Regions from separate parts of the Gossypium hirsutum genome. Here region 2 is linked to region 1. Evidence: chromatin contacts called from public Hi-C data. All regions are on one chromosome and are shown on one strand. The core of a region is the stretch at or near the end of the contact, and the rest is flanking DNA. Distances in the headings are between cores, read along the strand shown.

Region 1 (5,067 bases), core at 891-3,390:
TAGAGAGACACTATTGGACTTAAAAATTTACTTGGGGAATTTTATCAAACAGTGCCATATCAAACAGTGCAGTCTTAATCTCTTCATTTAAAATTGCTTTTCCCAAGAAAAGTTCATTATTAAGATCAAGTTTAAGAAAAGAATCAGAAAGCAAAAAAGTTATGCTATCCGATAATTCAATATACAACTTCTGGAAGAACTTAATTGCCTCAGCCTGGAGATCCTTATCTTCAAACAACCAATCACCAGTATCATTCTTTAAGGCTGAGATCATGTTGTGCTTCTTTCTCTGAATCGTACGGGAATGAAAGAACTTAGTATTTTCCCTAAAATGCAGCCAGTCACATCTTGCTTTCTGCTTCCAAAGTAGCTCTTCATGGTGAAACACATCTTCCAAATCCTCCTAAAGCTGTAATTATAAAAGACTTAAGTAAGCAGAATCTGATTATTCTAAGGCCCTTTGGATACTCGCCAATTTTTGCATCAATTTCGTTTTACAGACCTCTAAACGATCATAAACTAAATAATTCCAGTCTTTAATATTGTAGGTAAAATGATACAGAGATTCAACTATGTTCCTCTGGAAGCACCACTTTTCCTTAACAAAAATCGAGAAATTAAGATCTCCACCCGACCTGCCAAAAATCTAAAGGGGCGTCCTTTTGGAAAATTAAGAGAAAGAAGCAACGTCCTATGATTTGACTTTATCCTTAGGAGATGGGTAAAAGAACAGTAGACAAACAATATTTTAATAACACTGTTGAAACTTTTAGAGAAGACAATCGATATTCTATATACTCAATTATTTTTGAGATTTAATTAATTTATCCATGTTAGCAATCTCTATTTAATCTACATTATATAAATAACTATTAGTTGATAGATATAATAAAAGTACCAATAATCAAATAATAATAAAAGTCAAACATATTAATTAAAATGGAAGTCAAACATTTTTTGATGATTGAAGCAAAACAACTAAAAATTGATTTTTCGGATATTTTCTTTAATGCTATTTGAATGAAAATGCACAATTATTTGGTGTTAATGTATTTATTTATAGTGCTAAATCTTCATTTTAATTAGTATATAACTATAACATCTATTGATTGATATTTAATCTAAAATAATAAGTGTAAATGAATATAAATACAAAATTTATTTCAATATTATTATGAATTTATCTAATAAATATATTTTTAATTAATATTATTTTTGTTAATATACTAAAATATTATTGTCTAATATCAATTTAATAATATAATGGACAATAAAATATGTTTTACCGATTCAAAAGTTTCTTCACAACTTATACATACATAGACTACAAATTGTAGTAACTTTTAATAATATTATTTTCATTTTGATTGGGATGGTGTGACTTATAATTAGGTCTCAGCTCAGTTGTTATATAATAAAAAAGCATTTATTTTAATAAAGCAATAAATATTAATTCAAGGGTATTTATTTTATTTTATATTAAATCTAAAAAGAATACTTCCCAAAACAAAAATATATACTGTGGTTTGAGGAGCCAGTATCTTCCGTGATTAATTTATTGTTAGCTAATTGTAAGGTTTTTATGCAGATTTAATTTGAGTGTTTGATGTAATGGTTTTTTGCTGTTCTTCTCTATCTCTTACAATTTTTTCAAATTTTTTATTACCATGCAAAGCAAATCGAAAACAATTACGGATATGAGAATGGAAGACAGGCATATGAAGCATGTCCATTTTAAGCAGCAATTTTGTAATGGGTGATTCGGATTTCATTTTCAAGTCAACTGGGTGGACGAGTCTTGTTCCTCAGCCTCCATTTCTGGTACTCGCAGTATAGAAAACCTAATGTGTTTAGTGAACCGTGGCAATGTTTCGACCCATTTATTATAAATTTTACAATTTTTTTAACATTTTTGGGTCATAATATTATTATTTATTTCAATTATCGACTGTAAAATGGAATTAAATCCGTTTAATTAGATACAGAAAATTTCGAACCACATCAAGACATTTAAGTGTTTGACACGATTGCTAGGTCGGACCAAACCAAAGCCCTCAACTTGGCTCAACAAGGATGGGCTTAGAAGCCTGTTTTAGGACCCACATAATCACCATGAGGCCGTTTCTTGGGCACCTAGGCCCACTATTTTGGGCATGAAGTCCATTCCAAAATAAGAACCATATTCCGCCTCTCATAAGAGTTCAAGTATATCTAACCATGGGCCAGGTCACTGGCTCAATTCTGAAAATTCATCCCAAAAGTGAGAGAGTTTGGACAAAAATATAGTCTCAAAAATAGGTTTGGACAAAGAATAATGCCCGTTTTCTAAATGGGTCGAGCGTCGGGTAAGATTTTTTTGGTTCAAGCCCGACCTGAATTTCCCTAATTTATTTTTCACTATTGTTTTGCTGCCATTTTGATATTGTTTTGCTACTATTTTGCTATTATATTCCTACTATTTTATTGTTTGAATATTGTACAACTCTTGTTTTATTATTAATTTTACTACTATTTTTAGATGCTTTTCCTTGCTAATTTGCAACTATCTTAGTGTTATTTAAGTACAAAAACTTTTTTTAATGCATTTTCAATTTATTAGGAAATTTTTATTTTAATGTTTTTAGTGTATTTGATGAATTATATTTTTAAAATATTTTTATATAAAAAATAATATAATTTTTTAATACAATCGGGTCAAACTTGGGTTTAACATTTTTATTTGATCCGAGCTTATACAAAAATTTAAACCTATTTATTCAAGTCATGCCGAATCTAAACCTAAAATTTTACATTAGCCCGACTTCATAATATAGTCTAGGTGCAAGTTAAGGTTGCAAGTCAACACTACTTACACCCTCTTACAATAACTAAGGTGTGTACTTGCACACACAATTGAAACCATTTACTATATTTAAGGGTAATAAATTATCAGATTTTACAAACATGACGAGAGATATTCAATAATTTGCTACTCACAATATATTACAATTTATGCATAAATAAAGTAAGAAAGAAAAATACTAAGTGAAAACATCCCAGTCCCAGTCACATTCCAACTATGTAGCATCAATTACTTCTTTCCATTGGCATAATAGCATGCTTACTAAACAAATACAATCAATTAAGTTCTCATTTTTATTGGTTTCTAACTATAGCTAAAGTTCTCTGATCAACTAAATAAATTATTTCTTCAACGTTTAAAGAATAGGAATAACAAAATCTCTCTTTCCTCCACAGTTCTTAAATAATTAAATTTGGTCGTAGTGGGTGGATCTATAATGACACAAAAAAAGAAAAAGAAAAGAGAAACACAATATATATATAAAAACTACTTTGAACTTGAATTACTACTTATTAATAAGTATTCATTTTTTTAAGAGTAATTTAAGTTCGAATCACAGTTCTTACAAACCAAACTAAAATAAAAACATCCCAAGAAATAATGTCCAAAATAAAAAGAAAATATAATAGTTCAAAAACATTAAAAAGATGTTCAAACACTAAGGGACTCTACTGCTCATTTTCTTATTCTCCTTCATTTCTTGGTTCAGGAGATGGAACTCCTATTGGGCCTTGAACCATCCTTTGATATGGTGGTAGCAATGAACTGGGCATGATTGAGGGCTTTCCACAAATATGTTTTATATCAATGTTTGCATTCTCCATTAGAAACCTCAATGTGTGCACTAAAAGCCGGTTCCATAAATAGATCATGTGATAACTGTGGATTTGTATACTGGGCAACAGAAGGTTTTATCATGCTTTGTGAAGTCTGAGAAGCTAATCCCATTATCCTAGATGAAGTTCCTTCAATCTTTCAACAACATATGTAGAAATGGTCTCAAATTTTTTGCATCCATGGTGGCCATTCGTTTTATGTTGATATTGACTTGCTAAAGAGGACATTTTCAATTTTCATGCATTTAATGAATTTCGATAGCAATAATATTGTGATTTTTTTTAAAAAGAGTATTTTAAATTAAGCATATATCTAGTTAATGAGTTATTTATAAAAACCCGTAAAATTAATTTCATTTGTTTTGCTCCATTTGTTGAAGTGAGTATAGTATACATAACAATTTTAAAAGTAAAAAATATAAATGTCTCTATCGTGGTCATAGTTGTAGCTAGTGGTTGGGATATAGTTGGGACATAATAAGTAGCCGTGTGATTATTATAGTAATAATACTTCTAACTACCAGAAAAAGAATATAGGTGAAAGACAATAAAAGGGTAATCAAGATTTATGTCCATCCATCATCTTACACAAAAATGATTTCAAAGAAATTCTGTATGAATAAAACACATCTATTAAACACTTCGATAGTTGTAAGATCATTATATGTGAATAAAAATCTCCTTCAATCTTACGAAAATGTTGAAGTACTCTAAGAATATGAGATAGCATATCTTAATGTTGTAGGAAACTAATGTATTCTACAAATAATACATGACATGATGTAACATTTGCTATATAAGTATATTAAAAAGATGTAGCTCTCATGCAACATGAAAAAATTATAGTGGAATAAAACATATATTTAGATATTTTAGAGGCAGTAACTGTTTTCAATTAACCCAATAAGTTAATTGAAAGGTGAAGCATATAAGAGCATAATGAAACGTATGATATATGTATATATATGTTCTATAAGGAAGAATTATCCTCCCAATTATGTCTTATATTTTTCTCCTCCCTCTTCTTCTTGGTATACTTTCTATGCAGACCAGGCTTATGTTCCTAGTTGCTACGAAGACTGAAGTTCTCATCTTCAATTTTTAGAACATGGGGGATTATTGCTTCAATCTCAAGACTATAAACCTGGCAATGGGCATGCATCGGTAAAGTCTCAAACACCAAACTTATTGGCCTTTAGGTACCCAAAAAGACTTTTGGGCCTTCACAAACAGTTATATATATAGTTCAACAAGTAGCAAATCAAAGCTTAATCAATTATTAAACTATCACAATCTTCTTTCAGCATTTAATATTTATTTCGTTTAATATAACATTTGGTATCTAAATTTGATACTTTTTCCTTAATTTATTATCTAATTTTTTTTTTG
Region 2 (4,840 bases), core at 1,483-3,982, 110 kb after region 1:
GTTCTCCACATACAGTTCAGTTGAAGGTGGAGTTGTGCACATAGGAAACGATTCATCTAGTAAAATAATCGATATTGGTACTGTTAAAATCAGGATACACGATGGGACGATTAGGACACTCTCAGATGTCAGGTATGTACCTGATTTACGAAAGAATCTCATCTCCTTGAGTATTTTAGACTTGAAAGGATGCAAAATCAACATCGAGTCGAGCGACATTAAAGTATCTCGTGGAGCTCTCGTTTTGTTAAAAGGTAAAAGAACCGGCAGTCTTTATATTCTGGAAGGTTCTACAGTGACCGGTCAAATTGGACGTCCCTCGTCCGTTACGGAGTCAAAGTCAACTCATTTGAAGCGGAGGCAACTTTGTCATAGGAGGGAAAAAGGTATGACCGTTTCGTTGAAGAGAGGTTCTCTTTTGGATGCAGGTTTTGAAAAGTTAGGGCACTGTATTCGTGAAAATCAGACCCGGGTTAGTTTTGATTTGGCAGTGCACAAGTCGAAGGCTAGAAGTCTTCCAGCTTCTAAGTATAGATTCGACTCAGTTAATTCCCTGCATAGTTCAAGATAGGCCCGTGGCGGGTTTTGGCAAAGATGGCATTGAAAGAATTTGTGTCAAGGTGGAGATTGTTAGAATTGTGTGACCCAAATTCTAAGAGATTGCTTACAAGTAAAGTTAAACAAAAATATATTTTCTTTCTAGAAGATTTAGTATTTATTAGTATAATATATTTAGCATTTATTAGTATAGTTTATTTGACTTACTAATTTAGCCTATAAATAGGCTCCTTTACAATCTTAGAAAAAGAGACACCCATTAGATTAGAACTCATAACACATTCAGAGAATTTTGTGTTTACGTTTGAGGGTTCTTTGTTTTTCGGGTTTTTGGGGTTTAGTTTTTATCTCCATCTTTTGTACTCTTCATTCTTTTGCCATTATAGTAAAATTATCTTTGCCCGTGGTTTTTTATCCTCTTTTGAGGGGTTTTTCCACGTTAAATTTGTGTGTTCATCTTCTCAATTTCTTCTACTATTTTTACTTGTTCGTTGCTAATTCGGGACGATCCTAACAACTTTTGACTCCAATTATATAAACTATGAATATATTAACCAATTATATTTAATCATTAATGCATATATATAAATTATTAATATATTACCTATGATATGATATAATATAGCATTCTATATAATATAGTATGAAGAGTATAGGGAGTTAGAGCATATTTCAACCATAATAATAAATAATAATATATAATAATTAATATATTATGTACTACTATTATAGTATGTGATATATTATTGCATAATGTAATAATATATTTCAAAACTATTAATACATACATATATATATATGTGTGTGTGTATATAACTAAGAGTTAGACCTACCAATCGATTTGTTTGAATTGGCTCAATTTGATTGTTTAATTTGGTTTTAATGTTAACAATTAGTCAATTAACAGTCACACCAACATGTCCATTAAAAATAGATCAATTTGACAAAAAAAATAATAACGTTAAGGATTAAAGTGCTAAAAAAAAGATAAAGGGCAAAAGTGAACAAATGTCAAACTTTAGGGGCTATTTTTAGTATTATGTCTATAATAATATAGTAGTAATTTTTACTAAAACTTTAATACATATATATATAGCTATGATATATTATATATTATAATAAAAGATATAGTATTACATAATATTATAATATATAAACTATTAATATGTTATATATAATATAGCATTATTCAATATAGTAGTAGGGCTAACTTTCAAATGTACAAAGAACTTAGGGACTTAGAGCATATTTTAACCAAGATAATAATAAACAATAATATATAATGATAATTAATATATTATGTATTACTATTGCAGTACGCGATATATTATTACATAATGTAATATTATATTTTGAAACTATTAGTACTTATATATAACAATTCATTAATCCGAAGTAAAAATCGAATTTACCAAACGATTTACGTGAATTGGATCAATTAATAGATTATATATTATTACATAATATAATAATATATTATATAGGGAGGGATCCGCTTATACAAATAGTTTTACACCCTTTTGTATCTCTTTGAACAATTAATATTTTAACAATTCAATCGTTGAATTTAACAATGTAGTTATACTTGCTATGCATGTAAATTTTCAAGCTGATCTGATATTTCTATCATATAGATCTAAAATACTACACACACATATATATATATTAATATTTATTGAACGACTAGAATTTTTTTAAATAAAACAAATTGTTAGAAAATTTTAATTTACATTAAAATTTTCATGTATGATCTATATAAATGAAATATAAAATGTGAATGTTAGATCGATAAAATATTAATCGAGAATGTAAAATTATTTTAATTTTACATCGATTTAAGTGGATCCCTCTCTATAGTATATAAGTATTCCTAAAACTACTAATACATATATAATATGATAGGAGAGCTAACTTTTGTATATCATTTCCATTAAGGATTTAATGGAGGGTGATAAAAACAGAATCAATTGAAAAACATTTATTATGAAATTAAAAGTTTTGTAGTTTGAATATCAAAATAAAAATATGCTAATAGTTAAGGGACTAATAATAAAATTTACCCTTATTAAAAATAGCGCGTGGTCGTGGCTTTGACATTGCAGTTCAATCCTAAAATTTCTTAGCTGGAACATTATTATTGGTCGATCACAGCAACTCTTATATGACCTTTCTCTTAATTGTCCCATACACCAAACTCACTCCCAGTTATCGGCGCGTGTTTTCCACCGTTTGACTCTGACAACTACGAGTCTACGACTAGCTATCAAACCCAGCAAACATATTGAACTTAAAAATAAAGAAAGAAACAGAGAAAGGAAGCGAAAAGAGTCCTTTTTTTGTGGGTTTTGTTCGCCTTTAACAATGAACGAAGGCATGGTTTTTGGCGGTCGTGCGGCGTGTTTTCTGCCTATAATCTTGGTACTATGTTTAACGAGGAACAGTAATATATTACCGGTTGCTGAAGCTATATGGTTAACGATTCCAAGTTCAGGAACCAAGTGTGTTTCCGAGGAGATCCAGAGCAACGTTGTCGTTTTAGGTGATTATTATGTGATCGATGAAAACAACCCTGATCATATCCCCACCATCTCTGCCCGGGTAATTCTTTTACCTTTTCAACCAAATTCTCCATCTGGGTTTATCTGAGTTCTTCAATTTTCTTTTTACAATTTCAATACTTGTAGTTTAATGGGTTTGCAACTTTTGACGTTCTTCATCTGAAATTTTTGTTGTTGAAGCTTTTACTGGTTTAGTTGATCAGTGATTATGTTGCTACTTTTTATGTTTTGTTGATACAAGGTTTGAGTTTGGTGATCTGAAGGGGTTCACACTGTGTGTCGAGAGTTTATTGGGAAGATGATTTGGAGAGTTTGGTCAGTGTGGCCGGATTTGGGTAGAGTATCGGCCTTGTATTCAGCACCTGCCTCTTCCTGGAGATGGAGGAGAGAGCTTATATAGAGGAACTTGACCTGGCCTCCTTACAGGTGTCCTACAATAGAGGGTCATTTGAGTGCTATTAGTAGAGCATTGGAGTGCTCTACTAGGGTGTGATTGTGTGGAGTTGTAGAGCCAGCAGTAGAGTCTTGAGCGATTCTATGAAATGTGATTGGGGGAGCTTTTGAGTGGACTCTAATGCGACTTGGTGGTGGCACCCGTGAATGGCGTGTGCGGGTTTGGCGAGCCTCTCTGGGCGAGGGGTTAGGTATAACAATGTTCGATTTTAATGTCATATATCTTGGCTTAGCCTTACTATGGGTATGATTTTGTATCCTTTTGCCAGTGTCAAGGATGTCTAGAATCTGTATTTATGGGGCAAGTCATATCCAAGAGTAAACCTTTGCTTAATCTTCCTTTTTTAATATGAATGGGAGTTCTTTTTGGCTAAGGTCAGAAATTACCCTTTGATACTTTAGGATCCTTCAATGGATCCGTATGAATATTGACAGAATAAGTTCTTTTCTTCAGTTTAAATTATAAGTATATGTTTTTAATCCTATATGCTGTTAGCTGAGCCATGAACATGGGGATAAGATATGTGCCTTCAGGTCCTAGGCCACCCCTCAAGGGAAGTCTTAGGTGCTTCTTTTTGTTTCTTAATCTGCAGAAGAACTATCCTTTCTGTTTGATGGAAAAGTCTTGAGGGTGGAAAAAAAAAATTTGTTTGGTTACCTTGGTATGGTTGAAGAATCCCTTTAACTTCGAGGAATAGTAAAAGTAAAATTAATTGGTCATTGAAGCTTCTTTTGCATTTGATACTCTTTGTGTTCGAGTTGACAACTATGACAACTATCTGTAGCTCAGCCGAAACCAAACTAGATGAGGTCATCTACATGGAATTTTCTTCCTACTATCCTCAAATGATTGATATTAATGAGTTTGAAATGAACTACAAGCAGTAAGATATCTTTCAATAAGTTCAGATTCAGGTGCTTTAAGAAAAACGAAGGGTTGGAGCGATATTGAGATCATTGATTTTAATTTTTATGTGTTTTGGAATTTATCAGGGAAACTCATTCCAACTATTAATAGTTTTAACATGGTGATGCACATATCGAATAAGTAATTTACTTTCAAACTTACAACACCTTATATCTTGTTCTTTAGGTAACATCCCCTTTTGGGAACAATCTTCACCACAATGAAAATGCAACTCATGGTCAGTTTGCATTTACAACCAGTGAGTCAGGCAATTATCTAGCTTGTTTCTGGAAGGATGGCAGTTTCCAAAAGGATTCCGAACTAACTTTGGGAGTTGACTGGAAAACTGGAATTGCTGCCAAGG

What was found. Hi-C and Micro-C count contacts between places; a contact is called where the count stands out from the background.
Region 2: a contact with region 1 is called in a Hi-C map of leaf, with 2.7 times the contacts expected there. The contact joins the promoter of LOC107962500 here to the enhancer-like site in region 1. A contact is called at or near these places in 10 of 34 Hi-C or Micro-C datasets (anther, hypocotyl, leaf and 2 more).

The regions. Positions count from the first base shown.
Region 1 is chrA06:6,933,236-6,938,302 of Gossypium_hirsutum_v2.1, forward strand. No RefSeq gene overlaps it. Among protein-coding and RNA genes, the nearest start is that of LOC121230375, 8.0 kb to the left of the region's middle. Within about 2 kb of position 2,141, at least 6 of the 9 cell types and tissues checked have an H3K27ac peak or open chromatin away from gene starts, as enhancers often do. A contact at or near this core is called in hypocotyl and leaf, where this site is marked.
Region 2 is chrA06:7,039,360-7,044,199 of Gossypium_hirsutum_v2.1, forward strand. LOC107962500 (transmembrane emp24 domain-containing protein p24delta5) reads left to right here and starts at 2,733. Exons shown (of 4, transcript XM_041115000.1): 1 at 2,733-3,156; 2 at 4,663-4,840. The coding sequence starts at 2,920.